Regions from separate parts of the Gossypium hirsutum genome. Here region 2 is linked to region 1. The links are chromatin contacts, called in public Hi-C maps. All regions are on one chromosome and are shown on one strand. The core of a region is the stretch at or near the end of the contact, and the rest is flanking DNA. Distances in the headings are between cores, read along the strand shown. Region 1 holds the start of LOC107919846 (far upstream element-binding protein 2). Region 2 holds the start of LOC107920406.

Region 1 (7,214 bases), core at 2,561-5,060:
AAGCAATCTTACCAACTATTAACATCTTGCAATGTGAGTTTAATGCCAGATACCTCTCTTCAGTGGATGAAAGGAAATAGTGGTTGTCTATTGCTACACCAAGAAAGCAATGCTGACCCCAGGGAAAAGGTACCCAAAATCTGCAGATTTTAAAGCCAACGAATTCGAAATCGGCACCTTCAACATAAATAAAGCATGGCAACCGGCATCTTGGATTGAATATATTATCCTCCTAATAGCATTCAAGTGATGTTGGCATGGATCATTCACACTCTTGTTCAAGGAAAAAAACTCACTCCCAGAAAGAAAATCCTCAGTCGGATTACAATGTGTCATAGAAGAAAATGAAGTTAACTACAACTGATTGTTTGCTTTGGCAAATCCATTGGAGATAGATTTGTACCCACTCAATTATATACTATATGAGACGTGCTGCTTGATGTTTGCTAAAAGAGAATTGTCTATACACCAGTATAGAAGTTCATAAACTCCACAAGCAAAGTTAGAGGGTTGCCATGTGTCTTACTAGGATATATTTAAGAAAGTTAATTAATGCCTATAATAATTAAATATATACATGACAACATTCTAGCCCTACTTCTGGAGTTTAAAAGCTTCACTAGCAGTATATGTAGTCCTCAGCTAAAATCCTATCTCATAAAGGGCATATTTTATTTGTGAAGAGAAGGAAAAGGATCACACACATCCAACTATATATGCATATGTTCTTAAAACAATATCATTTAATCAGAATGTCAATGATCCTATCAACTGTATCAACTGTATATTTTTAAGTTACAAGCACAACCAAGCCTCTAGATAACAATCTAAGCAATTCCACTAATTCACGTCTACTAAATCTACAAGGAAAGCATGCAAGAAAAATCCCAGCCTACACAACAGCAATATTTTGCTCGTGACATGTTCTTAAACAGCCTCTTAGATGCTTCTAAGCCATCAGCACAGAAATATAATTAAAATTGGATGCTCCAAAATAAAACTCAACAAATGATCAGATTGGGAGATCAAAGATCACCTAAACTTAGGTCAATTCCCACTCCAGTAACCCTGCCTGCCAAACCTACCAGGCAAGCATGCCAAAAAAAAAAAAATCCTGGAACTACACAAGCAATAGTATTTTGACAGTGACATGTTCCTAGCTAGCCTCAGACGTATCCTGAATGCTTTTATGCCATCAGCAAAAAGATGTAATTATAATTGGATGCACCAAAACAGAACTCAACAAATGAGAGGATTCAGAGATCAAAGATAACATAAACTTAGTTCATTGATAGCAATTAAACAGAGTCAATCTAGATACTTTAGCTCTAGTAACAAAATATTAAAAATAGATAAACTCACAGGATGCAATTAAAATACCATTAGAAAATTACTTATGCAGAAAATGATGCAAGGTAAAAAAGCAAACCTGATTCATAACATCTTTTATCATTTCTCTGGCAATCTCAATTTGCTTCTTATCCCCAGTTACCCTCACTGTCCTTTCTTTTGATCCATCCCCTTCTGGGAGATGTTGAGGTATCAACTAAAAAGATAGTAAATTGTCAGTACTTACAGGACCAGTTTTGCAAGAACTCCAACCCTGAAAAAGACAAATAAACATCAACTACCTGAATTCGAGCCCCTGACCTCGTCTGCAGTCCTTTTATAGTTTCCCCACCTCTACCAATGATTAAACCAACCTGAAACAGGTAAGGTAACATACACCAGTAGGAATAAGACTAATGCATCTTTGAGCAAGAATTATGATGCCTGAACACAAAAAATGATTAACCTTCTCATTTGGAACTTGTATCTCAATTTGATCGGCAGCACCAGCAGCCTGTGTGGTAGCAAGGCCCCTAGCTACTAGGGAAGGAGAACCCCCAGCATCAGCCTGAACCAAATACAAACATTAAGTTAATGCAACAAATGAAGGATATTAATTTTGACAGTAGAGGGGGAAGGGGAGGGACAGGGTAAATAATGAAAGCATGGAGCTAGATATTGATTAACAAATTTCAGAAACAGCATACAACCTCTGCTATGACAGCATTTATAAGCTTCTCAGCCTTGATTATGCTACTCAAAGTCCCGATAATTTCTACAGGTCTTGTAGGAGCATCCCGATCAGCATCTGCATCCCTCATGATTTGAATTTTTGCCCCAGAGTTGTATTGCAGGTACCTTATAGTATCTCCTGCCTTGCCAATGAGAACGCCAACCTATACAAGCATGCAAGAAATAAAAATCACAGAACAAGATGTTCCACAATTATGAAGAGGGAGTAAGGCATTGCTTGGATTACAAGATATTTTTGGAATGTGTGTACACTAAAAAAGGTAGACGTCACCAAAGATAGAACAATAAATGCAGATAAAACATTAAAGGTAGTTTAGCCGCATAATGAGGAGATTGTTATTATTAAAAAAATGTAATTTAATAGATGACATCCACCTTAAGAGAGAAGAAGACCTACCATTATTGGGAAAAAAAATTTAAAAAAGGATTGTCTGTTTGACATGGGATCAAACAGATTATAGTGCAAAAAGGGATTGTTGAAATGTTTGTTGAAGTAACTACGAAAAAATCAACTTCAGTTTACACCCAGTTCAAACAATTCACAATGAGACAGCTTAAAAATTTGGCTAGCATACCTTCGCATTAGGAACCTCCATTTTGCGAGTAATAGTTGTACCATCATCAACCTCCTGCTGAGGCAAGTCATCAGAAGGTTGCTTATTATCCTCTTTAGCAGGTTCTTGACCGTTATCTGCCTCAAAACTCTCAACTTTACCTAACTCAGCATCAGCAGTTTCAGGATTATCTGCAGACTGCCCATCTGTTTCCTCTGCAGTTCCTTCATATTGCTCAGGTTTTACAGTTTCTTCAGCCTCCTTTGCAGGAGAATCACCATTCTCTGCTTGCTTGTTAAGCTCATTTTGCTGCAAACCCTCCTCCTCCTCCTTGTCAGGTTCATGCGATTTCTCAGCTTCAAATCCATTCTCACTGGCTGTTATTTTAAGCATAAAGACCATGGAATTAGAATAGTTAGATATGCAAAGCAATAAAAATATGAACCAGCCATAAACCATGTTTTGTTTTGATATCACTGTTGCTATTGCTTTTTGCTTTCTGCACAAAATTGGAAAGAAAAAAAAAACAAGGTGTTCACTCATAGGCTCCATCAAAATTGGCTCTTGATTTTAGCAATTTTTAAACATGTAAAAATAAATGACAGAAAAAGAAAAATTAGTAAAGTAACAACCAAACGGAGCCTTGATCTTCTCACTTCGTATTCACCTAGCACATAAAACTCACAATTAACCCTAGAGCTACTATCATTTAACCCCTCAAATCATTTCCTTAAATAGTACATAAACCCAGAAAAAGGGAACATGTTCATTACCCAAGCCATCGGTTTTATCGTCGTCGAGCCTAGGGCGTTTGGCCTCGGACAAATCAGATGGTGCAGCATCGTTATCTTGGGCATCAGGGTCTAAAGCAGAGTCGCGAGGCATGTTGTCCGCATGGGGGTCGTGGGGCTCGACATCCTCGAGTTTTCGCTTAAGATCGGAAGGGACGGGGCTGGGTGCAGGGGCTACGGCCTCTTCCTCAGCCATCAAAATGTACGGAAAAGGAGAAGTAATCTAGGGTTTGGAGAAGAGAGCAGAAATAGCGAAGCAATGGAAGTGTTGGATGAGGATGCTAGTATGTAAGAGATAAAATATCGTGTTTGTATGTAATGTACTACATTAGGGTTTAAGGCCAATTTATAGCTGCAAAATATCACATTTCACATTTCGCAATTTCCTTTCTTTCTTTGGCCCACTCTTCAGCCTACTTTCTATTTTCTTGAAAAAAAAAATCTTTAGGTGTGAGAAAATATTTTTGTTTTTCTTTATTTCCCAAAATTGGATTTTTATATTTAAAATTAAATGATTTTTGTTTTTATTTATCTGTTTTTTAAATTTTAAAAAACAAACTATTTTTAAAAAAGAAGAAGTTTTCTTTAGTAATACCTCGACACCTAAAGATGTCAAGTTCTAAGTTTGCAACATTGCCTCTAAAATTTCTACGTGACATTAGAATCAGGGTTAATTATTGTTATAATTTCAATATTTGGGTGTCAAATTCAAAGAATAAATTTGAAAAGTAATCGTTAAAAATTTAAATTTATTTTTTTAATTGCTAGGGATGAATGTTGTATCCTAAATCTGACACTTAGTGGTGTCAACGTGAGTACTAATTTTAAAAAACGAATAAAGTAATTTAAATAAATAATAATAGAAAATAAATAAAAATCAACACCTGTCAATTTTCACTAATATTTTTGTGAATCCCTAATTTAAGAAGCTATAAATAGGCAAATAAATTTGTTAATTTTTCGCAATAAACAAAAACAAATTATGATGTTTGTTATTTACCATATATCCTACATAATGGTTGCCAACTTTTTAAGATTCGAAGGACATGTAGCCCAAGGTGTAGTTACATTAGAGTATTCTCGTATTACTTAGCTTCGCAATAATATGAGTATAGGTCCACTTAACGAGAGAATCTTGCTCCAATTAAGAGGCATTGATTTCTATCACACAAGTCAAATTGGGAGAGTTACTTACATTTTGTCATTCTTATCCATTCTGATTAAACGATGGAGATCGAAGACTCATATGCTTCATCTCTTATACAACTAGGCGATAATAAAACTGGAAGATGTAGCATTGCTGATAAGGCTTCTAGAAGACGAGCATCTTGTGATGAGAAGCTTTGAATTTAATTTACAAGATGACCTTTATGCAAAGTTCAAAACTGATACAAACCTTCCGGTGGATTTCAAATGGCACCAAGTGAAGTTAGATTAGTTGAAGAGGTGATTTAGGAATCTCCTCAAGAATTCAATACCCATTTAGATCGATTACCATGCTCGAGCATACATTTTTCACCTAACCGGAGGTGTGTTGATGATAGAAAATTCTAGCAACTTAGTTCATACCTTGTACTTCCCATTTTTATCTAACTTTTAAATTGTTGGTACACATAGTTGGGACCTTGTCATTTTGCCTATATAGAGCGTTGTGCAAGAGGTGTAAAGTGGGGAGCGAGGAAGTGAATGGATGCCTTGTGATTTTACAATTGTGGAAGTAGTATCGACTTTTGCTCATAGACTTCTACCCTTTAAACCTATTAGTTTCCCACTAGCCAGAAGGTACAAGTAGAACCCTAAACCATGAAATCAATATTTATAGCATAAATGTCTTATATTTGTAATAACATTATGTAATTTAATAGACAGTCTAAGCAACGTGACTGTACGACATACAGGAAGGCCGATTTGGTATTTATACAATAAGTAATTGATAGGAAATCAAATGATTTGGTATCGGTATAGTACTGTACATGTGAATTAAGTGTTTATGTTATGTTTGTGATATCATAAAAAAGATTTTGATATGTGAATGTGAAAGTTGATTAGTGACTATATGTGCTAAAGTAAAAACTATAAGTTATAAATTTAATTTAAATAATTTTATGTTTTGGAAATAAATTAAAAGTTTAAGTATGTTAGTGAAAGAAACTGTATGAATAAATGTTTTTATTAAAAAATAATTAAATTGTAAATATATAAAAATGGTAAGATTGAATTCAATTGAGTGCTTACTAAGTTATTCACGTAGCTTAACACGCTTATTTTTAAAATACGCAGATAAAAGATAAAAGTTAAAAATGAATAAAGGATTGTAACTTCAATTTGGATCACATCACTCAACAATCTCCAAGGACAAGTTTTGGTATAAAAATTTTGGACTTTAGAATGGCATGTACTTAAGTTTAAATATTGTATTTGTATGTGTGTCCTAGTGGAAATACTTGATAATTTTTTTAATATTATGTTAGCTTAGTGACTTGGTTAATTTAGTAACTTAGTGACTAAATATAACACCTATTGCTTGGGTTATCAATTTAACTTAGGTGAGGGGTGTTACATTTTCAAACTTTATGCTCATTTCCTTAGGTTATATATTAGGTAGGTTGCACCATGTAGATGATTTCTTCAAGATAGCCATTTAGAAACACTGTCTTGACATCCATTTTCCAGATCTCATAATCGAGAGCTATAGCAATGGATAAAAAAAGCGAATCGACTTGACCATCGCTACTGGAGAGAAGGTTTCCTCGTAATCAATACCTTTTCTTTGTGTAGCCTTTTGCCACAAGTATGACCTTATAGGTTTCAACCTTTCCTTCCACATTTCTCTTTCTTATAGACCCACTTTGTTAGGAAATGTGCTTATCTTATAGTAAACATTAAACTATTTTCTATGTATTTGAGCGATGGATAAATGAATAAAGTTAATTTCACATTTTACTATTATATCTTTTGTGTTTGTTTTTCATGTTCTGCATACATAGCGAAATTGTGACAAGCAAATATTAGTTCATTGATTGTCTAAGTTCGAACTGATGATAAGTGGCATTGTAAGAATGTTTACATTGCGAGAAAGACAACTTACTTTAGTAGATAATCTAAACGAGTCTATAATCCTGTAAAAGAATCAAAGTGAGCATTTGATTCAAATAATTAAAAGGATTATTATGTCTTCTACAATTTCAATTGGGGAGATGGCCAGTCTTAGCTATCGGAGCAACTAAATCCACGGGTAGAGACATAGATGTACTCATTAGAAGAATGATACATTGAACTGGACCCAAGTTGAATTAATTTTGAATACGTTTGTGACGTTCATTAGAGACATAGATGTAATCATTAGAAGAATGATACTTGTGACGTTCATGGTGTGACTTACCTAAATCTTGGGTTAGTCACTGATCATGCGTATGTAATTCATGTGCTTTGATATAAGTAGAGGCTTATGCTCTAAAGATGATTGAGCCGATAGTCAGTATGTTGGGTACATCACTTGTGTATGACATGTGCCACACCCCTAAATTAGTTATAGAAGTTTTGAGGGTAAATTAAGAATTTTGGCTTGGAATGGGTTAAAAATTTTTGAATTGTGGTAACCTGAAATTATTTTCGTCTGTGGCTTTTTGAAAATTAAATCAAAATTTGAAAATAATGCTGAAAAGATATTCAATGTTAAAATAAGGACTGCTTTGTAAAAGGGTTCAATTTAGGGGTAGTTAAAAAGCAATTTTACCGAAGTTTTACAAATACCATATTTTCCTTCCTATGTTTATTAAACCCACGT
Region 2 (7,214 bases), core at 1,793-4,292, 250 kb before region 1:
GAAAAAAGGAGAAAGTAAAAAATGAGGAGAAGATCAAAGAAATTCAAGTTTTATGCTATCAGATCCCTAGCACAAAAAATTACAATAGATAGGCAAGAATCAGATGCCTTCTCGTTTACCATCCACAGTTTGAGCATCAACAGCTACAAACTCCACTTTTCCAACCATGAATCGATAATTTCTGCTCCCAAATTCTTTTTCATACCGTCTAACCACCTACATGGATGTAAAACTATGAGCTAATCTATTTCTGAAGAAAAAAGGACCAAAAGCATAAGACAGTGGAGCAACCATATTTGTCAAAAAAGCAACATATAATTTTCACGAATAACATAAAGAGTCACAGACAATGAATTTTACTCAACTGAACCCAAGAAATCCCTTAATCCAACAACTTGAAGCAAATTAGAACTACATATTCAGAAAATTTCAAACTGAAAAGTGTAAAGGTCACATCTATAACAATTTAACTCTCCATTATACGTACACTTCCTATTAAATGTAACACTTAACTTAGCCCTCGCCTAAGATCTCCATTCATTTTCAGTCACTTCCACACTCCAATTCTCTCCTTATCATATTCTATCACAGCAGTAAGATAGATACATTTAACATCAATCATATTTGGACCCTCTGAGCCATTCCTTTAACTTAAATGAATGCTGCCAAAATTACTCAGAAATTTATCATTCTGGCCCTCCTTTAGTTTTAATCTTTTTCTTGCTTCAATTCGTTCTTTTCCATATCACAGTCATTCCATGCACATGATGCAAATAAAAGTACTGGAACTAAATCATGCTTAGTTCTAAAAACGTAAACCTCATTTTTAATATTAACACGAGTAAATACCTCTGGTTTATGAGACTGAAGAGTTGCATAACCAATATCATGGTTTCCAGGAAGGTGGTAAACTTTAACAGTGGAATGTATTTCTTCTGTATTTAGACCAAACATATGCTTCAGACGGCTTAACGATTCCTGCCATCTGATCAACTAAACAATGTCAAGGGCACTCTAAATTAGAAAGGTAACTGAAGAGTTTCAAAGCAAAACCTGTTCCTAATTAGACAAAGAATATAGTGAAGCAAAGATACGAAGAGGTGATCTTGATGGTGTTAGTAGTAGTACTAGTAATGCCTCATAATATGCATATAAAAGCATAAGCATGGTGGAAATATTCAAACTCCCAAACAGAAATTTGGGGGAAAAAAGAAGAAGAAAATTTTATTGTAAAGCATCCATGTGAGACAACACGATGTTACACGTAAAATTTTTTATTTACCAGAATGTGTTTAATGCCTTAAATTTCATTTTGAAATAAAGATGTTACGTAATTTCATCTGGCAAAGCTTGCCAGATCCAGAAAGGGCATACTTCCATGGATGATTTAACTTCGAACAAAGTAGCTAAAATGAAGTTTCAAGTAAAAACAGATAGTTACAAGCCTTACTCGTCATCTGATAAATAAGGACCTCCATCAAAATAATCACCCAAAAACAAAATCACTTCTGGTTTGAAAGGAAGGATGGATGAGAAAAAGGCTCTGCGCATGAACAAATCTGTATAGAATTGTACAAACTCCAAAGCAAGTGATTTAGACGGCAGGCGAAGGGAGGTTTTGTCCATGATCTGTTAAAGACAACAAATATATGTTAGAATGCAACAAGGATGAATAACAGGACCAGGACAAGCATACCTGTGGATCAGCAATAACAGCAACTTTGACATAATCAGCCGCATAACCTTTTCCGTTCATCTAAACTTGCAAAACAAAAACTGTTAGTTCCTCTGTTGATTTGCTCATGAGCATGAGAAAATGCGCAATAAACTGCATCAATGTGTTCTATTTGAGTTATACAGTGTTATCATCCATAATCACACCCAGAGAATCATTAATTGAGCACACTATAGTTTTAAGGAACTTAAACAGGTGCCAAGAATTCCTGAAATGTGTTATGAGTATAGTTCAAACACTAGATTCCCTTGTACTAGGTGTAACAGATTAGCACTAAATAAGCATCATTCCAGTTTATCTAAGTAAATAACAGAAAGAAAAATGATCTGATAACAAATGTTAATTTGATGCTTTTGCTACTTTCTTTTATTCGGAAAGATAAAAATGAGTAGAGCGTTTCACACATAAATAAGTAATCTTTTAGGGTAATTAAAATTTAATCAAATATAGGGAATTAGCTTTGAATCATTAAAGTTTGGGTTTCACCATATCTTCTGAAAGCAAAAAGCCTCAGGAATCGATAGCACAGTTGTTAATACCAAAAATATCCCAATGTTGAAAGTTAAAACGTAAAATTTATCAAAAAGACACTAAACCCCGCCACTGATTGCTTTCTGTCTTTTTTTTTGTTGTTGTTAGCTAAATAGAACTCAAATTTCTGCATATTTCAACCCTTTCAAAAGTAAATTTGCTTTTATAATTGCATCTCCTAAAATCAACATATTCTCAGCTTGGAACATGTTAATAATAGTAATAGAAGTGAGATCAATTCAAATATCAATAAAACAAAAAAGAAAAATGAAGAACAAATTAGTGACAAGAGACGACAAGAAAATTACAGTGGGATTGGAAGAAGAGGATGAGGAAAGGTGAGGCCAAGAGCAAGAGAAGAGAAAGGGCATGTAAAAGGAGAACATCTCGCCGTAAAGGATGGTTGCAGTCCATATTAGGCATAGAAGCAGAGTCAATTTCTCGTGCCCTTTCATCTACTCTTTCTTTCTTGCGCGGATTCACTTAAGTAACCCTTTGGCGTTGAATGTTTGATCTACAACTGGATAATAAAGGTTTTCGGTGGGACGATGGAGAGAGAAAGAGACTCGGCCACGAGATCCGGCGGATCAGTGCCGTAAAGCCTGAGCCTAACAAGATCACCACAGAGTCAAGACACAAACAAGCGTTCAAATACGTTTTTTTTTTTTTTCTTCTTTTTTCCCTTTATTTTTGTTAGACACAGTAGACTATGTTACGACTTGGGCAGGTATGCGGGATGCTCGTCAGCTATGGTAAGATTTGTCGGTTAAAACTTAAAAGTAAACCAACCCCTCAGGCTCAGGATTTTCTTCGCTTTTTTTTTTTTTTTTTGTCATAAAGAACATTAATAGATTAATTAAACATACCTCTGATGGACTCGGCACGCATAATGGGTAATAAATAGTTCGGTGGCTGTCGACAACAAAAGTGAAAAGTCCACGATTAGAGGATATTAACTAGACTACTTAAGGATATACAAAAAGGGATTCATCAAATTTTTGTTACGAATCAAACTAATAACAACCGAAGCATCAAGCTCTACAATAATATTAGCTATCTTCTTATCCCTAACAAGCATTAGACTATCTTTAAAAGTGCATAACTCCGCTTGAACACTCGTAGCATGTGAGATATGACTATAAGCTCTAATAACCTAATTTATTATATTATCTCCCATGATCATATATGTCTTTGCCTTTCCAAGATTAGCAAGTACAAAACTATCCGTGTTTAGTTTAAATCATCTTGAGAGGGATGGTTGTTATTTGATACCTATCATTGTAGGTAATCTGTATCTATAGGGGTAGATAGAGCATGAAATTCCGCAACTTTGGAAAGAGTTATAGGGGTTACTTGATTTGTCTCGACTCTTCCATGAAAAGGGAGGACATTTTGAGACAATTAAATTTACCATAACATAGAAGCAAAAATCACTTTCTAAGGAATTCTATAGGCATGATGCCAATTCTTGTCATTTAAGTTTTTCTCTAATCATTCGTGAAGCATAATATTATCTAGGCTTTGGTTAGTCTCCCTTGGCCAAATTCGATTCTACCATTATTTCATCACTACATGGTCTCTTAGTAGGTGGCTAAATGTTTCTCAGTGTGTTAGGCATAATGAACACTTGTCCTCTATATTTATTCCCCTACTACCAAAGAATGCTCTGGTTGGGACAATTTCAAGGAAACATTTCCAAAGAAAGATTTGTATTTTAAGGACTTTAGATTTCCCAATAAGCTTTCACTAGGGTAGAAAGTTCAAGTTGTTTTCAACACTAAGGTTCCTTCTATTAACAGTAAAAGTGTAAGCACTAGCCATAGTGAAACTATTTATAGGATTTAGATTCCAACATAAAAGTTTCATTTCCACAGGCCACTAAAAGTCTTGGTGTACTAAAGAACTAATTCAAACATAAAGTGTCATTTTTGAACACTTATCCAGAGTTCCAATGAAAAGGTGATTAGACCTTTGGTCTCCCATACCTCCACCAATTGTTTCAAAGTTAAGAACTCCCCCTTTTGAAATATGTATATGTTTTTAAATTTATTTAGGTAGATAAATCTTATTTAAGTAGATAAGTTTTATTCATATTCTAGGAATATTTTATTTTATCTTTTAGTAGTTTATTAGAATAAGGGAACTATTTTCCCTTATGTTTTAGTAGTTTATTAGAATAAGGGAATTATTTTTAGGACTCTTATCTATATTTAAGTTTAGTTCTTTAGTTAATAAAAATAGAACAGTTTTATTAAAAGCTCTCTTGAAAACTTTCATGGCATCTGAGCTAGGTTAAATCTCTAGTAACATCATGGTTAAAACAACCTTCACTGGAGATAAGAAATCCAGCAATCAAATAGAGGAAGAAAGTTCTACCATTGAAACAACTACCAAGAGTACAATGACTCAAGGGACAGAGGCGTCTCACATTTCTTTTCAGCTGACATCTCACAAGTTGAATGGCAAGAATTATTTGGAATGGTCGCAGTCCGTAAAATTAGCAATTGATGGGCGTGACAAACTAGGTCATTTAAATAGAGAAGTCAAGCAACAACAGATGGGCGATCCAAAGATAAGCAAGTGGAGGTCAGAAAATTCTATGATAATTGTGTGGCTTATTAATTTCATGGACGCATCCGTAGGTAAGCCTTTTCTTTTTCTCCCAACTACTAAAGATTTTTGGGATGCTGTGAAAGACACCTATTCAGATTTAGAAAATGATTCACAGATCTTTGAGTTAAAAATAAAACTTTGGAAAGCTAGGCAAGGGGAAAAGAAAGTTACTTTTTATTATAACGAGATGACGTCTCTTTGGCAAGAACTGGATCAGTGTTATAATGATGAATAGGAGTGTCCCGGAGATGGTGTAAAAGCTATGAAAAAAGAAAAGAATGAACGAGCTTCTTTGTTTCTGGCTGGTTTAAATAAAGAATTTGCTGAAGTGAGATCTCGAATCTTAAGAACTAATGGAAATTATGAAGGCCAAAGTTCTTTGGAATGGTCTTCATTCACTAAGGAACAATTAGAGCATCTACACAAGCTTTTTCAATCACCACAATTTCGGATGAATTCTTCTATTCCTAACTCATCCAATAATCCTTCTTCCTCTTTTGCCCAATCAGGTACTGATTTTTTTATTTTTTCAATGTCAAGCCTTGTAAAACAAACACGTGGATTGTTGATTCTGGAGCTAGTGATCACATGACTAGTAGTCATTTTCTTTTTTTCAACTTACACACCTTGCGTAGGAAACAAAAAGATCAAAGTAGCAAATGGGTCATTCTCGGCAATAGTTGGGAAGGGCATTGTTAAAATTTCGTCTTTCTTAGTTTTACATGATGTTTTACATGTGCAAAATCTAGCTTGTAATCTCATATCGATCAATAAATTATCCCAGTCCTCGGATTGTCATGTTATTTTTGACTCCTCTATGTGTAAATTTTAAGACATGGTCTCGGGGAATATGATTGGTAATGCTAAAGAATTTGGTGGAATTTACTTTCTTGACGACGACCATCTAAGTCAACCAACAACTACTTTATGTTTAAATTATGTTCCTGATTTTGATAAGATTATGATTTGGCATTATAAGCTTTGACATCCTAATTTTTACTATTTAAGATATTTGTTACCTAATCTATTTAAAAAAAAAGTCCTTCTTTATATCACTGTGAATTTTGTGAATTGGCTAAACATCATAGGTCATTCTTTCCACTTCAAAAATATAAAGCCTTTAAACCTTTTTCGTTAATTCATAGTTATGTTTGGAGACCTTCAAAAGTCTCAAATTTTTCAGGAAAACATTGGTTTGTCACATTTATTGATGATCATACTCGTATTTGTTGGGTGTTTTTATTAAAAGATAAGTCTGAAGTTAAAAATGTGCTTCATTCTTTTTATACTATGGTGAAAACACAATTTGGTGTGAAAATAGAAGTATTTCGGAGTGACAATGGTAGAGAATTTTTTAGTGACCAATTAGGTGTTTTCTTAACCAAACATGGAATAATCCACCAAAGATATTGTACAAATACACCATAACAAAATGGGATTGCAGAAAGAAAAAACCGATATCTTTTGGAAGTAACTAGAGCCTTGATGTTCACTAGTCAGGTACCACGTTATCTTTCTTGCTAACAGCTACATATCTTATTAATAAAATTCCTAGTAAAACTTTAAACTATAGAACTCCTTTTCATCTCTTTAAAGATAACTTTCCTAACTCTAAATTGATCTCCGATTTATCCCTCTGAGTTTTTAAGTGTAGTGTTTTTGTTTATCTTCACAACCAAGGTAAACTAGATCCTAGAGCAAAAAATGTGTCTTTTTTGGCTATGCTTATAATAAAAAGGGTTACAAATGTTATGATCCAATTGATAGGAAGATTATTGTTACCATGGATGTCACGTTTGTTGAAACACAATCTTATTTTGATTCTAATCTTCAAGGAAGGAATTATAGTAAGGAAGATTCTATAATTGATCAAGAAAAGACTAGGAATATACAACATAAGGATTCTAATAATGGGGAAGGTGAATTTATAATTAACACAGAAATTAATAATGTCAACTTTAATAAAAAGGAGTATGAAGGTGTAGAATCTGATCATGAGAATAAAGAACAAACAGATGAGTTAATTGTTTACTCAAGAAGAAATCGAAATCAAGAAAGTAGAATCCACCAGATTCATTACCAAGAATCCGACCCGCAAGATCTTGTCAAAAATTCAGGTAAAGCTCATAATCCAGCCAATAAATTTTATGATTTAGATATTCCAATTTCTAAAAGAAAAGGTGTTAGAAATATTGTCAAATATCCCATACCTAACTTTGTATCCTATAAAGCCTTGTCTTCGACATTCTCAGCCTTTGTTTCGTGTCTCAATATTGTAAAAATACCCAAAAATGTAAAAGATGCTTTACAGGTTCCTGAGTGGAAGGAGGCTATT

Evidence for each region. Hi-C and Micro-C count contacts between places; a contact is called where the count stands out from the background.
Region 2: a contact with region 1 is called in a Hi-C map of leaf, with 1.8 times the contacts expected there. The contact joins the promoter of LOC107920406 here to the promoter of LOC107919846 in region 1. A contact is called at or near these places in 2 of 34 Hi-C or Micro-C datasets (both in leaf).

Annotation. Positions count from the first base shown.
Region 1 is chrD13:40,933,808-40,941,021 of Gossypium_hirsutum_v2.1, reverse strand. LOC107919846 (far upstream element-binding protein 2) reads right to left here and starts at 3,810. Exons shown (of 7, transcript XM_016849237.2): 1 at 3,410-3,810; 2 at 2,658-3,013; 3 at 2,040-2,225; 4 at 1,796-1,897; 5 at 1,632-1,703; 6 at 1,430-1,546. The coding sequence starts at 3,623.
Region 2 is chrD13:41,180,002-41,187,215 of Gossypium_hirsutum_v2.1, reverse strand. LOC107920406 reads right to left here and starts at 3,042. Exons shown (of 13, transcript XM_016850113.2): 1 at 2,575-3,042; 2 at 1,697-1,756; 3 at 1,451-1,629; 4 at 850-985; 5 at 120-216. The coding sequence starts at 2,721.